2 separate regions of the Pungitius pungitius genome follow, and region 2 is linked to region 1. Evidence: chromatin contacts called from public Hi-C data. All regions are on one chromosome and are shown on one strand. Each heading gives the region's core, a stretch centred on a gene start, on an enhancer-like site or on the middle of the called end of the contact. The rest is flanking DNA. Distances are from core to core; before and after follow the strand shown.

Region 1 (3,779 bases), core at 557-3,056:
TAAGACCTACTGAATACTGGAGATATCACAAGAGACTCTTGTCCTGAAGTACTGCTCTACTACAACAGTCCACATACCTGTCAGCTTGGAGCTCCTCATGGCTCAGAAGCTCATTTTTCTTCCTGGACCTCGGGATGATGCTCTTTCGAGCAGATTGTCGCTCGTGAGGAGTAGGGTCGCTGGAGGACACCATGTCCTCAATGTCGTCAATCAGAGAGTCACAGGCGGACGGCATGACGGTCTGACAATGAGAAAGAGCCATTGTGAGCATTATTCTATACACCGTTGATCATATATTAGGCAGATATAGATCTATATCTTGGTTCTTGGTATCTTGGTTGTTGTTTGTCAAAACGCTGGGTAATGAATAGGATGACGTGGCATGTGATTGCACAATTGATTTGGCAACCAAAATTTTTGAAAAGCTTCAGAATTCATACTTTATTTTAGATGAATCTGTAGATTACCTTCTCATTCAATCAATTTCCATTTGGTCAATAATACATCAGAAAACGTTTTGACCTTTTTCTGAAGACCAAGGTAATTTCATCAAATGCTTTAGTTTTTTAGATCAAATTTAAGACAAAAAATTGCAACAAAAGTTCATATTTGAGAGAAGAAAATCTTAGAAAATCACTTTGACAATGGATGCATTATCTAAAGAATCAATTTCTGTAGATTGTGGGAGCTCGACAATACATTTGACAACAAATGAAACGTCAAGATATTCATTACTCATTACTGAATCCAAAAACCAGGTTATGTAGAAAATGCATTTCTCTAAAGTATTATTAAAAAACAGAAATAAAACTCTAGATACGTATCTGGTGGTGATTAACACGGAGATGCAACGTGGAAGTTGTCTCTACAAGTAGCATGCTGATTTCATTACCTTGAAGAATTTGTTTCTTCTGACACAACCGAGTTACCGTTAATCACGTTATTCAGTGAAGGGTTGTCGTCTATCACTCAGCCTCAGAACATTTCCTAATTTCCTTTCACTGAAAATGTGCACGAATGTAATTGCATCGGTAACAGAAAACAGGCAGGTCAAGCATTCATTTACTTCCCATTGTCGTAGTTAATGTACATTAACCAACCTATATGATACTATAGCTTCTTTCCTTACCAGGTTTGCCGTATAACGGAGTTTAGCTTTCTAACTAGCCAGCAGGTTAGCTAACGTTAGCTTGGTGTTTCCCACTGCTGGATACGTTACATACAACGCCACCTAACGTTAGCTTCATTGTAGTTGACACCTTAAGTTGGCACACTATGTTCATACAGAATAACGTTAGATAGCTTTATCAAACAAACCTAGCTACTCGTAGATACGTTAATAACGTTTTAGCAAACAGCTCAAGTAGCGTCAAGTAACGTTATTATACTATTTAAATTACTCTCGACTGTCACCGTTAACCTAAGCGCATGGCCATGAACGCATGCATTTCAGCCAATACATATTACAAACGAACATCAAATGAAGTTAATTTGATAGATACTTGGCAAGCTACCGTTTGATTATAAAGTTATTTATGTAACTTGAGCAAGCTGTCTCTTAGCTTGACTAGCCTCTTTGGCTAGCTACAACCCACGTGGCCCTTATTTTGGACAGCCAGCGCTCCCCCGACGCTGTGAAACGTTCTTACCTGGAAAGCGATGTAGTTATTGGTTTAGAAAACTACGACTTTTGAAATAAGAGGTGCTTTACAAATGGAGAATTGTACTATTTACACAATCAAAACAGGTGTCTCAATCCGCCATACTTGTGCTTAGCTACGGTGGGTGAAGAGGGACAAACAGCAGAGTTCACTATTCTCTCTGTGAGCATGTAGCGTTAATTCAGCCAGCGCGATGACGTTAAATGGTTTATTTCATTGGTTTTAAACACTCCTCCTTAAAGACGATGAAAACACATTTATATATTCATATAGCCTTTATTCAAATTTTCAATTACAAACACCCAGGGTACAAAAAAACAAGTCCATTTACCACCTCCACCCCTCCCAAACAAATGCAACTCAACTTCATTTAAACAGATGTTAAAGAAACTTGTACAAGTGAATAACATACAAAGATCAAACATACAACAGCACACAGATGGAACCTTTCACTCAAACATTCAAATTCCGTTGTGATGATATTTTTCTGTAATTACCGGAAACAGGCAGCAATATTATTTTACAGTCAATGCTTTCCTATGAAATAGTACAACTTTTCACAACCTTTAGATTTACCGAACAGAACATTTTATTTGGTGACAGCTTAAGAATAACCGTAGAAAAATAGCAGGTACAACAGTGCTATTTCAATCGTCTACACTACAGTTAACACCACATTTAACCAAATGCTGCGTTTCTGTAAGCTTTAATAACACGAATCACACATTAGAAATGAAGGAGCTGTAACTTCACGTAACCCATCAAATAGTTGACAGACTCACCGGCAATGACACAAGCTTAAGCGGTGCATTCACATATTCAACATTCCATTAGAAACCCATGGAAAGGTACAATCTTCCCAAAAAAAACTGTTTCCATCATGTTCGAACCAGATTCTGGTCACTTGAAATAGATTGAGTTAAATAGAATTACCTTTATTAATGATATTAGAAAATAGCACAAACATTAGTGAACCAAATGGGGAAAATATTGAGTTGGATTTTCTCCGTAAATACATTTTTTTTATGCGTAGAGATTGTATTGTCGATCATAACATTTCTGTGCATTCAAGTTAAATTTTACATTCAATTGCAGTAGCACTAAAAATGAAAACCTGTATTTTCTTGTCATCTGAATGGATGTTAATGATTGCGTTTCGATTTTACGCAGTTGTTTCAATAGGAAATACTCTCCATAAAAGGCAGAAAAGAAAAGGAAATGTGATAAGATTCCCTGCTCGCATCATCAAAAATAAAAACGGACACACAGTGTCACAGAAGAACCCCCCCCCCCCACACACACACACACACACACACACGTCACTGATAATGAGTCAGTGGGGTACGAAGACAATGTCTCCTAATGGCCATAAAAGAAGATCGGCCAACTGCAAAACAATGAGTGCATGTATGCATCATTTGACGTGTACTACTTTTTTTCAGAGATGAAAGCAAGACGTAAATAACTTATGGAGGAAGAAAGATTGAAAATAAAACAAAAAATAATATTGCAAGTTATCTGCTTTTCTACCGATTAAATGTGCACCCAAATATTCAAATTTAAGATGCAACAGACTGAGATTGGTTAAAGAGCAAAGGCATACTCATTAAATCAGGGTAGGAGAGAAATATCAGACATATAAAAAGAATAGTGTGATGTTATCCAACATCACGTCTGAATTATACATGTGTAATTTCTATGAGAAATGGGAATTCAAAGACTCACTCATACACACTATGACATTAACTATGGCATTGACTTCCATGCGCTAGTACCTTGTGCACTGTGAACATTTTACAAAACTGTATATCAAGGTACACTTGGCAGGCTAATCTTTCACATAACGCACACGCATTTATTCCAGCGCACATCAATCGGATCGAGGGAAGTTCACACTAACAGCAGCAACGTTTCCCTCCAGTCGGACGGGATTTTTGCAAACAACAAAAAGTCATTGCTGCAGCTCTTTGTTCACCAAGTCCTTTAGCTTTTCTTGATCCTCAGGTAACAGCATTACCAAGAAGACCGTAAAAACACTCAATTTACAAAACAGGCTCTATTAGAACGTTTTGTGAATATTGTGTATATGGGCCTGTTATTACATGCTGAAGCCTAAAT
Region 2 (3,779 bases), core at 545-3,044, 230 kb before region 1:
ATCCAAGTCCCTGTCCAGCGCCGAGGAGCCGAAGCTGCCCAGCGACATGCTGTCATAGCTCGGGCTCGGGTTGATGTCGAGCAGGTCGTCCTCGAACTCCTCGTCGTCCTCCGAAGAAGAGGAGGAGGAGGAAGAGGAGGCGGACGAGTGCGAGCCGGAGGGAGTCGGCGAGGACGCCCGCCGACTGCTGTACGTGTGCCCCCCGTTGCGCTCCGAAGACCCGCCCGGGCTGCTGCCGCTGCTGCTGCTGGCGGGGGAGTCGGCCCCCTCCTCCCGGCCGCTGGCCGCGTCCTCGTACAGGCTGAGCGGGTCGCTTGAGTCCGCCGAGCTGCTGAGCGTGGGGCTCGCCGGCACCGCCACGGAGGAGGAGGACGAGGAGGAGGCGGGGCTGACGCTCAAGTTGGCCCCGCTGCTCCCGAACACGTACACCCGCTTGGGCTTCTTGCCCTCCGGTATGAGCTTGGCCGAAGAGCAGGAGACCGACTTGGACTTGTAGAGGGAGTTGTGGTGGTGCTCTGATGCGTGGTCAGAGGCAAACGGTGATGCTTTGGTGCTGCTGCTGCTGCTGTTGTTGTTCCCGAAAAGTGATTTGTGGGACTTACTGCTGCTGGGTGATTTGGATCCATTCTTCCTGGAAGAGGAGGATGTCTTGGTGCTGGTGCTGCTGGAGCTACTGCTGAGTTTCTCCCCCTTGTCCCCGTTACCGCCCGGCTTGGAGGCGCTTGATTTGACCTTCTTCCTCGGGCGGTACTTGTAGTCGGGGTAGTCCGCCATGTGCTTGAGCCTGAGACGCTCCGCCTCTCTGATGAAGGGGATCTTGTCGCTGTCTCTGAGAAGCTTCCACCGCTTCCCCAGCCTCTTGGAGATCTCTGCGTTGTGCATGTCGGGGGACTGCTCCATGATCTTCCTCCTCTCAATCTGCGACCAAACCATAAACGCGTTCATGGGCCTCTTGATGTGGCCGCTGGGCGTTTTGCACCACGCGGGGTTCTCTCCCAGCTTGTCCCCGGCGGTTGAAGAAGCCGCGGAGCCCGGGGAGAGAGGCGATGCGGCCGGGTCCAGGTCCATGCACGCCCCGGAGTCGGAGCTGGAATCTCCGGCGAAAAAGGACAGCGCCTCGGCGGTGCTCTCCGCGTGGCTCATCTTCTGCACCATGCTGCCCGGCTACACGCAACAGAGTCTCTATCCCTCTCTCCTTGGTCCCTGCGATTCACTTTAAAAGCAAACTCAGCTCTTTTTCTCCTCCTCTTCAGTTTGAAAAAAAGCGCAAAGGAATAATTCACTCCCGAGGTGTGCAGTAAACTCGGAACAGTTCAGTCCAGTGTAGCCTTAAAAGGCTGGATGTGTGAAAATAAAAAAAACAGTTTAATTTCCAGTTTCCGTTGGTGATAAAACAGACAGCACAGCCCCACTCTTCCTTGAGTGCACTGTTATCTGCCTCCCTCTCTCTCTCTCTCTCTCTCTCTCTCTCTCTCTCTCTCTCTCTCTCTCAGTCTCTCCCTTCTGTGTTATAGAATCGGTTCAGCCGTGTGGGGACTGAACGCAGTCTGTGCGGCTGCTGCGCGCACACTGAGTGCCACGCCGTGCGCTCGGGCACTTCCAAAAAGGCTCCCAAGCCTACAGTGTGAGACGCGAGTGCTTCTCTCTGCATCAGCTCTGTTCCCTCTTCTCAGAAACAAAAGCCATGCGTGCCGGGGAGGAAAAAAAGACACCTAGAGTTACACAGTCCACCTTCCATCTGTAGACCGAGTTGCAAGCAGCCCTCCAGTCTCGGTCCCACTTGCTGGTATTTATCCCTTCCACGAGATACAACGGCGATAAAAATCCACCAATAGGAGTCTGTCACTACCCTGCCTTTGAGCTGAACCCACGCCCCCTCGCCGCTGATTGGCCCAAAATGGAATCTAATAATAATCAGCGCGTGCAATGAGGAGCCTCGTGTCTGACCTCATTCTAGAATACAACAAGAAACTTCAGTTTTTTTTAAAGAGACACTGGTTTATGTTATGGAAGCCCTTTTTACCCTCCTACCACCAGCCCGTGTGGATACCATTAACCAACAGCTATATGGGGAGCTAAGTATGCTTCACCACATGGGAACCGTAACACGAGGCTGTGGTGCCTGGGTAATACAGAATACATCAAATAGACCCTGGTAATACCATTAACCCATTTCCAGTGTTGTTGTTATGAATGCTCCACACCTTTATTACTGAATAGAGATACTCTGAGTCACTGCACCTGCATTATGTGAATGATGCTGTCATAATAGCAGTGACAACAATAATGTCAATAATAACCACTTAAATCAAAGAGTGGGGATTTACTAATTGCTTAGTTAATTGTTTTTAGTTGATGATTACCTGCCTACAGGTGGTCACTGATCGAGATCAACATGTTCAACAGTTAAGCCTCTGAACGAGCGCCTCATAAACAGAGAAACATCTCATGGAGACATCATCGTCGTTTAGCTGGTGTGAGAAAAGAACCAAGCTGTATGCTTGACGCTGCCCCCCCTTCCTCTCTCTCTCCGTGAGGTGGGGTTGGGCGGTCCTTTGTCACACAACACTCATCGAACCAGCCCTCTCCCGCACACCAGACAGAGAAGTGAGGCGGAGAAGAAAAGCAGGTGGCGATGTGTGCAGATTGTGTCTGCGAGCAAACACATCCGCACCCCTCTAAACTGACAACGAGTGCAGTTTGCCGTGCGGTGACACAAACAAGAGCAGGTGACAGGAGAATGCGCGGCAATGCGCATTTACGCAACGGTTCTCTTTTTACGCACGGAACAAGTGCAATTTCCAAGTTAAAAGTTGTGTATAAAATATAGCATTGGCAGAATAAACAAAACGATCATGACCGGCATTGCCAATCAAACAGGAAAAATTGATTTCTTCCTGAGTCATGATAACATGTAAAATACAGTGTTTATGAGCCTGACCTGCCAACTTTACACTATCCGTGCGAACATAATCATTGCCATCTTTGTACTTTTTGCTTTTGGTTCTAATGCTTATTAACAGAAACCATTATGTTGTAAACACAAGTCAACTTTGTTTCTTCGGATCATACGCAGTACACCCCCAAAATAATCACTCACTTATTTCACTTTTTAATCAGTTAAGGAGTCCAAAAAACAAGGAGAGAGGTGAGGAGGGACAAGCAGACGCACGGTGGAAACAGGCTGTGTTGGATGGTCGCTAGATGGCGTCGCAGAGCCGGAGAGGACTCGGCTGTGTGGCAGAAGATTTTGGAAAGGTAACCGAGTTCAGACCAAGCTTCCAGAACAGTTATCAAGGGTGAATTACATAATGCTTCTGCGCGATGGAGAGGCATCCAAGCGATGCTGTGTGTGTGTGTTGAGCACCGTGTGAATGTCATGACTGTGGCCATGGAGATCATGCATTGAAATAAAAGAGAATTTAAGTACCACAGCGTAAGTAGAAATCACCAGTATTTGCAATATGTCGCCAATGAAATGATTTGAACTTTCAATGGAGCACATTTCTGCACATCAAAACTAATTGCAAATGGGTCTGTGTGTAGTGGGGGGAGGGGGGGTAATAGAGAGAAAACGGGTGAATGAATGAGCGAGATGGTACGACATTTGCTGTCTAACTGAAAGCAGAGTCAGAAATGACTTGTATCACCACTGGGAAATTGGTATGAAAGTATAGTCACCAGTGTTACTGGATGCATTCCACTGCGTGCAATTATATTCAATATGGCCTCATATCTGCAGTGCATCCAAGTAAAGCAATGGGTAATTGGGCTCCAAT

Evidence for each region. A called contact is a pair of places that touch in the nucleus more often than the background predicts.
Region 2: a contact with region 1 is called in a Hi-C map of muscle, with 3 times the contacts expected there. The contact joins the promoter of sox4b here to the promoter of cdkal1 in region 1. A contact is called at or near these places in 2 of 2 Hi-C or Micro-C datasets (both in muscle).

The regions. Positions count from the first base shown.
Region 1 is chr11:237,239-241,017 of fPunPun2.1, reverse strand. cdkal1 (CDK5 regulatory subunit associated protein 1-like 1) reads right to left here and starts at 1,806. Exons shown (of 15, transcript XM_062565521.1): 1 at 1,650-1,806; 2 at 78-241. The coding sequence starts at 235. LOC119197987 (transcription factor E2F3-like) reads right to left here. Exons shown (of 8, transcript XM_037454743.2): 8 at 2,952-3,779.
Region 2 is chr11:467,112-470,890 of fPunPun2.1, reverse strand. It overlaps sox4b (SRY-box transcription factor 4b), which reads right to left and starts at 1,794. Exons shown (of 1, transcript XM_037454464.2): 1 at 1-1,794. The coding sequence starts at 1,155.